Regions from separate parts of the Mus musculus genome. Here region 1 is linked to region 2. A link is a contact called in public HiChIP or PLAC-seq data. All regions are on one chromosome and are shown on one strand. Each heading gives the region's core, a stretch centred on a gene start, on an enhancer-like site or on the middle of the called end of the contact. The rest is flanking DNA. Distances are from core to core; before and after follow the strand shown. Region 1 overlaps Niban1 (niban apoptosis regulator 1). Region 2 overlaps Niban1 (niban apoptosis regulator 1).

Region 1 (4,840 bases), core at 576-3,075, 100 kb before region 2:
ATTATGGATGTGATCCAATTCCTTGAAAAATAAGCATGTGTGTGTATTATCAAAGCGGAATTTCACTGGACACTAAGTGGTGCCCCGGTGGATTTCTCCCCAACAAGAGAAATTAGTCTCCGGAGCCAGCAGGAGTGACTCGCCTTGTCACTTCCAAGGACTGTTCCTGCAGCTCCACTGTGTGACATTTACCTAAAAGATTTACCTAAAAGATGGAGCCAGCCCCATTCTAACTAAAGGTATCTGGACAGCCCTCCAGGGCTGAGTGTTTTCTTGGCAAATAGGCACTTGGCAGAGTACATACATGGTTACAACATGTGCTTAGTTTACTTGCTTTGTATGGTGAATGCAAAAATGAAACGTAAATACACGGTTACATCATGTTCTTAGTTTACTTGCTTTGTATGGTAAATGTAAAAATGAACCACAGTGTGGAATTCTTTTTCCCAAAGTCCCAGACTTCAGAAAGCAAATCCCTGGTCATGTGTGTTTATGGCAGAGAAGGCATTCTCACATCCTGAAACTATGTTATGGTGTATGTCAATGATGTCAAACCCTCTGCCATATTGAAATCATGAATGGCTATTTAGCATATCTCACATACATCATGTAGCCTCCCCTCCCCCCAACCACCACCTGGGGGTTGAACTAGGACCTCCAGCCTGCTAGGCAAGTACTGGGCCTGAAACCATGCCCTCAACTCATGTAACACTTCACAAAAATAACAAATTAAAATCACTTGATAATGATAAAAATGAAAATGATAAAAATCCTCAGAAGTCACAGGCTTTAATCTAAAGAATTACAAGGGCAAACATGAGGGTCCATAGACTAATTCTTCACATTGGAACTCTCTGGAAAAAGACACTGGAATCTGGCCTTGTAGTCTCCAAAATGCTTTTTAAAATGTGGTGTGTGTGTGTGTGGTGGGGTAACTGCATAATTTCATACACTGTGCCAAGGTTACCAGAACAAGTCATTTTTTTTTTCAAGGAAAATCTCTTTGTAAAAGGTCAGTAAATAACATAACTAGTTTAAAGTCCTGGAGATTTGGCCATGAACCAGGAGTTTGCAAGAGCTTTGCCCAAGGCAGAGACGGCACATTCAGATCACAAGCGCCTTGGTCCCTCATGGAAACACTAGAACACACACAAACCTATGAAAAGCAAGACAAGTGTTAGACATGTTACCACACACAGAGACTATCTTTAGTGCACTGCAGGGTCCTTGTCCATCTTGCCATGTCACTGCTGTCTTGCCTGGTTTGGAGACCTTGGCTGTGTGGAACATGGAGGGAAGTGTTCTTGGCGTTTTCTAGAACATTGTGCTACTTAGTGCCTACTCCTCTCTGGCCTTCTGGATTGGCACTAACCCTCACCCAGCCAACTGAGTGACATGAACTCTCGGTTATTCTTAGCTTCTCATGGGGTGCAGGAGGTGAGCAAAGGCAGGGGAGATGAGAGGTTCTGGAGCAGGGTTGGCATGAGCTGGGGCTCCACAATAGCTGTGGCTCTCTGAGAAAGAAGGGTAGTATCTGTGGGGCTAGATGCTGATCTCTTGGCGCTCTGCCTTACTGCACATTCTGCTGGCCATTTGGCTATCTGCCTCTTCAGCTTTGGACTTTATTTATGGGCAGCTTCAACAAGGTCAGAAAGCTTTATTAGAAACATCTCCCTGCCTAAAAGCAAGCCCCGAATAGCCCCCGCACAGCATCGTGCCAGGTGTTTGGCTCCCACATTTCCTGAGTAGCATGAAAGTTGTCAGTCCTTATCCTAGGCCCTGGGATGTTGAAGTTACTTGGCAAGCAGGAAGCCATTATTCAAGGACACAGGTTTCCAGCAGAAAGAACAAGCGATGACTAATCCCCAGTGTCAGTCCTTGAAGGAAGGAGGAGGTGGTGGAAGTAAACATAATTTGGGTGCACCATGCTAAAAGTCGGGTAAAAGGCCAGCGGGGAGTATAGGAGATGGGCTCTCCCTTCCTCACATACTGGCGAGAAGACTGGTTAGTCCTTCCTCACTTAATTGTGGGATATCTCATGGATGCAGCCTTTCTAAGAAAAGGTGAAGTGATTCAGTATGAGGCCATGCTGGTATGATCGTTACTCATCCTCTATGACTTAGAAGCCCCAGAAAGTCTTTGTGGGAGAGGTGGGGAGGGTGATAGCTTAATTCCCAATTAAACGGCTAAGTGTGGGATAACATCTCTCAAGGAGGTGCTTGATGGTGCTGGGTAAAACCAACCCTGAAGCCAATGTGTGACGTCTTTACTGCAACTGAGCGCATTTATCCCCTACGCTGACAGTTATGGGTTGCAATCTATTTTAGAGGTGAATTTCTTTCTGTTTCCTTCAGAAAGAAGGAACACTGGTGTTTCCATCATGGCATCCCCAGGCTTGGGGCCTGATAGGGAACCTAAGAAAACAATTTGTTGAATGATCAAACAATTTCTACATTGGTAAAGTCTTTGGTAAACTTAAATAGCTTTATTCATTCCTTTTTTCATTCATTAATTCCTTCCCTCCCTCAGAAAATAAACCAGAACCTTGTGAATGGGAAGAGTGAAAGCCAGCATGGTTTAAAACTTAAAAATTGGAATAAATACTCTTTTCTTCTAGACTAAATTTTCACGAGCCTTTTAATTTATATGAAGCAAAGCACCTGATCTCTTATTTATTACTGTGACGAACAGAGCATACGGTAGCTGTTCAAATAATGTCTGTGTAATTGGCAGGTTTTGAGCTAGAACATTTAGCCAAGCACTTTGTACAGCCCAAGGCTAATTTGTGCCAATGAAATCTCTTGCCCCATCTGAGTTTCCTTAAAAGGTGATTAATTAATATAAACCAACAAAATTAACCAACAAGGAATTGATAGCAGGATTAGGAACAGGTCTAGATAGATGCTGCACAGACCTTTCACCTTGGATTTCTGCTCTGCATCACCTGAGATCTACGAGCCGTGAGTGGCTCTGGGTACTTTACAGGACAGGGACGCCTGGTTCCCAACTTCCTCTTTCGTGTGGCCTGATTGTGGACAAGAGACAGTGAAGCCGACTGAGTGGGTGGTGTGGCTGGAGTCCTTCACGTGCTTGATTAGAATGCCTTCAAGTGCAGTTCGAAATGTGTACCATGTTTCGGTGAAGAGAATATTGAGGTGTCATTTGCTGCTCCTACACTGGCCCCTCTCTGGAGCCCCTTGAACTGCCTTTCACCCCCAAGGCTCCAGTTCTCCTACCCCATTTCTACTAAAATGCTAAAGCGATCATTCATAGGGAGCACTTCAGCTCCTCAAAGACAGCTCAGCGCTCACACCCGCTAGACATTTCCTCTGGCTTCACCATTCAAATCAAAGAAATATTTCATAACTTTTATAGCAAGTCACATGCAACCCCCCTAAGGATACCCCATAACTAAGACCCCCCTTGCTGACAGTTTTAAAAGAAAAACGGCTAGCAAACTGTTCCTACCACTCCTCTGAGGGCTGCTCTGGGGAGCTCACATCAAAATCATGTACGGCTAGGATGTCAGTGCTCAGGGTATCCTCCACCAGCCACTGACAAGCATGCTCATGAGTATCATTGACTTGCTCTGTATCCATACCAAGGGCTGAGCTATCCTCCCCTCCCAGCACTTCTTGATCCCCAGAAGCCTGGGCCACCTCATTGCTCTCCATGGGACAGATGGGGTTAGAGCTTAACGTGGCATCTTCTTGAGGTGTGACTGTCACCGAATGCTCAGCCTCACCTCCTGCCTGGGGGCTGTCCTCTGTAGAAACTATGGCTGGGAGCACCTTCTCTGCTGGCTCTTGAGCCTCAAATGGCTCCTCTATGGGGCCTGGACAGCTGGTGTTCTCAGTGAGCCCCCCACTGGTGGACTGAGAGGTAGAGCCTCTACCCTCTGGCAGTATCCCCAAGTCCACCCCAGGAGCCTCAGCTTCCAAAGGCTGGGCCTCCTTCTCTCTGACTTCCCTTTCTTCACAGCTGTCCTGCTGGATGGCAGCTGGGTGGCTGGCTTCTGGGTGGATCTTGCTTTCTTCTTCTTTTATATTCTCTTGGGGAACAGGTGTCCCGTTGTGGATATCATTTTCAACCACCGGGGCAGACTCTACGGACACCGTCACAGTCAACAACTTTTTCAGTTCCTTCAGGGACCCTGGCACAGCGCTAGGCTCTGGACTTTGGCAGGTTGGTTCCTCATCTTTAAGGGTCCCCCCAGCTTCCACCTCTGACAAGTGTGAGCTGAGGGGTCCTGCTGTATTCTCTACAGTGAGAGGGCCCCCAGCAGAGTGATCCACAGACACCTGCCCATCCCCACCTGAAGGACAGCTGGACGCAGAGATGGCCAGTGAGCCAGGCACCCCAGGCTGCTCCTTCTTTTCCTCTGGCTCCTGGAACACTTCATTACTTGGGAGCTCATTATCTGGAGCTCCTGGGAGAATGGCAGATACTCTTCTGGCTGGGCTGGCCTGGTTTGACCCCATGGCGGTTTTGAGGTCTGTCAGGCTGGACACACTTTCACTGGGCAAGGCCATGTTGTCTTCAAATAAGTTGTGTTTCTTCAAGATGGCTGCCTCCGTTATCACTGAGAGAGACCAGAAAACAAAACACCATATTAGCACTCTGCCCAGTAAGCCTGGATTTTCCTATGGTACCCAGAAGCCAGACATCCCCATCGGCTCCTCTGGCTCCCCAAATTCCCAGTTTCAAGAACCAACTTATGTCCACCCTCTTGCAGGTAGCCTTTCCTGATGATCAAAACCTGCAAACTTTCCAGACTCCGAATCTTGGTAGCGTTCATTTGAAAATTTCTTCAATCAAGAAACACTTGCTAGGCATCTAA
Region 2 (4,761 bases), core at 1,063-3,562:
CTGGACAAAAAGGATCGGCCTGAGGTGTGTGTGAATCAGGCTAAGCTGCTGGCAGCACCTGGGGCTAAGGAGAGGTGAGGTGAGGTGAACAGTTCTCTTCCTTTTTGCTCAATCCCTGCTAAAGCTCACACTTCCTCTGGGAGTAGCACAGGAAGCATCCAAACGGCACTTTTACAAAGGGGGTTTTCAAGGTGAATCTTCCATAGGAGCAGGCTCACGCGGCACAAAAAGACCAAGTTGATTTAATCCAGCTCAGTGTGAGGCAGAAAAAGTCAACTGTAAGCAGTCTGGATACCAGAAGTTAGGTACTTACTGGAAAGAAAGATAAGACTCAAATTTACTTTGGAAATAATTTACAGAGAGAGAGAGAGAGAGGGAGGGAGGGAGGGAGGGAGGGAGGGAGGGAGAGAGAGAGAGAGAGAGAGAGAGAGAGAGAGAGAGAGAGAGAGAGAGAATCCCTTGAGAAGAAGAGAGTGGCTGTCTCATACTGGCCTTGGCTGGTTTTCATGGGGGACCTCTGTGGTACTTGTCTGGGTAAGGGGATCAGGTGAAGAAAGGCTGTTTGCCCATCACCTCCCCGGGAAGCAGGCTCTGTAAACATCCTCAGTACTGGGTAATTCCTTCTGAGTCACCGGTTCTTCAACCATTTCCATATAAGTAACTAATGTACAAACCACGAATAATAACCCAAATAAAGGTTCACCCCACATACTCAAAAACAACTGGTAGATTGAAGGAAATGTTCTTACAAGGAAAAAATGGTGAAAAAGCCTTTTCTCATTCAGGCACCTAGGCACAGAAAGCAAAAATATATAGCTTTGATGCTAAGATTTTACCCACCTTCAAATTAATTTACCCAAAATTGTTCCTGTCTAAAGGAAATTCAAGGACAAAAATGGAGCAGAGACTGAAGGAATGGTCGACTAGTGACCAGCTCACCTTGGGATCTATCTCATGGGTGGGCACCAAACCCTGACACTATTTACTACTGATGCTATGTTGTGCTTGCAGACAGGAGCCTAGCATGGCTGTCCTCTGAGAGGCTCCACCAGCAGCTGCCTGAGACAGATGCAGATGCTTACAGCCAACCATTGGACAGAGATCGGTGACCCCTATGGAAGAGTTAGGGAAAGGACTGAAGGAACTGTAGAGGCTGGCAGCGTCCCCATAGGAAGATCAACAGTTTGGAAGTCAACAACATAGGAAGTCAACTAACCCAGACCCCTGGAAGCTTCCAGGAACAGAAACTAAGCCACCAACCAAGGAGCATTCATGAGATGGTCCAAAGCCCCAGGACATGTGTAACAGAGGGCTACCTTGTCTGGCCTTAGTGGGATAGAATTGCCTAATCCTATAGAGACTTGATGCCTCAGAGGAGGGGGGTTTGGGGGGAGAGGTAACTTTTCAAGGGTGAAGGGGGGTGAGGGAAAGAACTCTGGGAGATAGGACCAAGAAGGGCAGCAACATTTGGGATGCAAATAAATAAAATAATTAATAATCAATAAAAGAAAAAAATGTTAAGTAAGTCATGCCGACCAAAGTAAGGGAAATGAGTGGGAAGGGAATGAGGCAAATGATAAAAAGGAAGTGGGTTTGAGTTTTCACCCATGGAGCATCGGGACTAGGACACTGCAATGTGCAACATGGAGGACCAAAGGTCTTAAGAACAAAACTCAGAGCCTGTGAGTGGCTGATCACAGCGACATTAAGTGCATCCCAGTTAGCCTTTTGTGGCCCTATGAAAAGGCCAAAAGAAAGTAACCAAGAAAGATCAGGAAAAGAGAAAGAATTATGAAGTGGGCAATTCTGGTGTCTTTGGAAAGTCAGTTATGTCAAAGAACGTTTCGCTGAAGCAGACACAGGTAAAAGGATGTTTTGCTAAGGCAAACATGTGAAAGGACGCATGGTGTTAAGAAGGACCCAATAGACAGAGGATGACACTGGGTGGTATTGGTACGCCTTACCATTGATTATTAGTCATCATTTGTCATGATTCCATAGAGAGAAATGCACCAAAAAACTGGTGTTGCTCCTAGGACTCGGCCAGTTGGCAGAATGATGTCAGCTGATACAGACTCACCTGGAGTTTTGTTGAGGAAAGACCCATGGGAGGATTCATGATGTTTGAATATTCATGATAAATAGAATTCAATGGACATTGACTGGGGGCTTGCATGGCTAGCTTTGCAACACTTCTTGGACCTTCTTGGTCTCCTCACATTGTTGAGAGAGGCACCACAGAGAACTTCTCCTGGTGTCCCTGCTAGCACTGGTTGCTTCTGCTGACTCATCCTAATCTTCTGCTGAGTCATGCCATCGCTGCTGATTCATGTTTGCTATCCGGCACTCCTAAATTGGACTGCTGGTGTGTTCGTGAAGTGTTTGAGGGTGGATCAAGCTGCTGCTGCTAAATCCTATGAACTGAACTGCTGATTTCCTGACAAGCAAAAGAACCATTTCTAAACAGGTCCACTGCCCCTGTATCCTAATAACCTTACTTTCTCACTACCTCTCATGGGTGGTGGGCTAGAAGGGAGGTTAAAGCATGTAAGAATCCTTATTTAAAAGTAGGATTTGTGAAAATTTTAAGCAACAGAATTATATTGAAAATCCATTTACATTTACCATCAAACGAATGCAAATTATTAGATAATAATCTATGGGAAACATTTTAAATATGGAGAGACAACAGCAATGATTTTGCATACACAATCATCTGAGACCACTCAAAATTCAGTACATCGAATTTTTAAAAAATTTACATTACAGTGTGTGTATGTGTGTGTGTTCATGTAGAGAACAATTTGTAGTCTTCTATGTTCGTCTTCTATCATGTGGGTCATGATGTGGAATTTGGGTGGTAAGATTTGACATCTGGCACCTTTACCCCTTGACTCATCTCACCCACCCAATCTTAAATATCTTAGCTATAAAACTGGGTACTTTATCTGCTCCTGTGATGTCATATAAAAATAGAAGCAAATAAAAAGTTTATCACATCAAACACTTATCTCTTGATTTAATCATGCGTAGTAAAAGATGTGCTGTTACATTGAGAGTAATTTATGGGAAAGTACTCATAAAAGAGGATTGATATGTAAAAAATGTATCGGTAATAAAAATAAAAACATTATGAACATAAACTTCCTCTTATAGACTGACTCTAGAGAAATTAAAAAAAAAAAAAAAGCTACAGATTAGAGAACTTGCCTGGGAGCAGCTACGCCAGAAGCCAGGAGCCTGTTCCTCCTATTTTCAGACAGAACTGTATGCATCATAGACATACATCATTTTATAATAAGAAAGGTTCTTATCAAAAAATCAGTACCAAAGTATAATAATCTGCTTACAAAACACACAATATTTGCCCAAATAAAATGGTTGCGTGAAACCACGTGATCGTGACAGAAACTGTTTTTGTTATAGCAAACACCCACTTTGCAAGAAGCAACTTAGAATGTCTAATAATTGCTTCTCTTCTCACTTAAATACTTAAGTACCCTAAGATCATAATGTTCTACTTCCCAAATGATAAATAGTAAATCTGGTTTTCTGGTTTTCTAAATGCTGGTAGGTGTATGCCAAACTTGTTTTTTGAAAACAACAAATCTTTGATTCCACCCCCCCCACCCTCTCTCTCTCTCTCTCTCTCTCCCACTCTGCACTCTTTTTTTAATAAACGAAACTTATTTGTATGATACTTTCCATTTAAAGTAGGTCTTATTTTTTAAATCCATCAGAATTGCATTTTTCCCTTAACAACAAAGCACGTTAACCACGGCTAACTGGGTTAGTTTGGTCACTGCTAACTGGGTTAGTTTGGTCACTGCTAACTGGGTTAGTTTGGTCAAGGCTAACTGGGCTAGTTTGGTCACTGCTTAGTCATCATGTTAAAGATGAAACCTAATTGGTAAGTTCTCTCCAAATGCTACGAGGTCGATGTCTGCTGCTGAGCACTGTGCTTGGGCTTTTACTTCTGTCATCTCAGCATCTACCCGGCTCCCAAGACTGCACCCAGCAGACTGGAACTCTGCCCTGGAAACAAACAGGAATCAGAGGGAATTAAAAACAGGAATTAAGAGCTATTCCACCATCTCTGAGTTGGAGGCTAACCTGGTCTACAGATCAAGTTCCAGGACAGGCAGGACTACACAGAGAAACCTTGTCTTGAAAAACCAAAACAAACCAAACCAAAAACAAGCAAACAAAACCAAAAGCTATTCTACTCCAATGCAGGGCGAAACCTGCCTTACTCTCGTGCCAGTGACCCTGGTGCCACAGTCCTGCACAGCCTCTTGGGGACTACATAGAGTTTGCTGAGCTCCTTTTAACCTTCGTTCCCAATTTCACTCTGGTTTTTTTTTTTTTTTTTTTTTTGTAGTCAGCAACTGGAGTAAAGGGAATGTGGTAAAACTCACACCTACCGATGTCGCAAGTAATGAACAATGAAGAAAAGTCTGCAGAGATTAGACTCAGGCACTCCGCTGAGCAGACAGTATGAAGTCTGCTCAGTTCAGAGTGATGGCTGCCAAAACATAGATAAAATGTAGACATTTTCAGCCGGGAAGATGAGAAGAACGACAGTTTAATTTCCTTTGGCTGGTTTCCCACATCTCTATTTGTAGGGCACACTCTGTAGTGTGGGAATTCCTGAGATGAGCAAGCTCAAACTGAGATGAATGAAACTAATTCACGGAGGATAAGTTAAGCGATTTCAATACAAAACAATATATGTATATTAATTATGAAACATGGGACATC

What was found. HiChIP or PLAC-seq counts read pairs in DNA pulled down with a chosen protein or histone mark.
Region 1: a FOXA1 HiChIP or PLAC-seq map of pancreatic cancer cells shows a contact between it and region 2. The contact joins two enhancer-like sites. A contact is called at or near these places in 4 of 484 Hi-C or Micro-C datasets (3T3-L1-derived adipocytes, conventional dendritic cells, embryonic stem cells and 1 more) and 4 of 115 datasets of contacts at active chromatin or transcription factors (the HPC-7 cell line, kidney, microglia and 1 more).

Annotation. Positions count from the first base shown.
Region 1 is chr1:151,716,971-151,721,810 of GRCm38.p6, reverse strand. Niban1 (niban apoptosis regulator 1) reads right to left here. Exons shown (of 14, transcript NM_022018.3): 14 at 2,464-4,582. The coding sequence ends at 3,465. Among named protein-coding and RNA genes, the nearest start is that of Gm41969, 17 kb to the left of the region's middle. Within about 2 kb of position 1,825, at least 35 of the 459 cell types and tissues checked have an H3K27ac peak or open chromatin away from gene starts, as enhancers often do. A contact at or near this core is called in the HPC-7 cell line and pancreatic cancer cells, where this site is marked.
Region 2 is chr1:151,614,287-151,619,047 of GRCm38.p6, reverse strand. All of the region lies in intron 1 of Niban1 (niban apoptosis regulator 1), which reads right to left. Among named protein-coding and RNA genes, the nearest start is that of Niban1, 45 kb to the right of the region's middle. Within about 2 kb of position 2,312, at least 34 of the 459 cell types and tissues checked have an H3K27ac peak or open chromatin away from gene starts, as enhancers often do. A contact at or near this core is called in the HPC-7 cell line and pancreatic cancer cells, where this site is marked.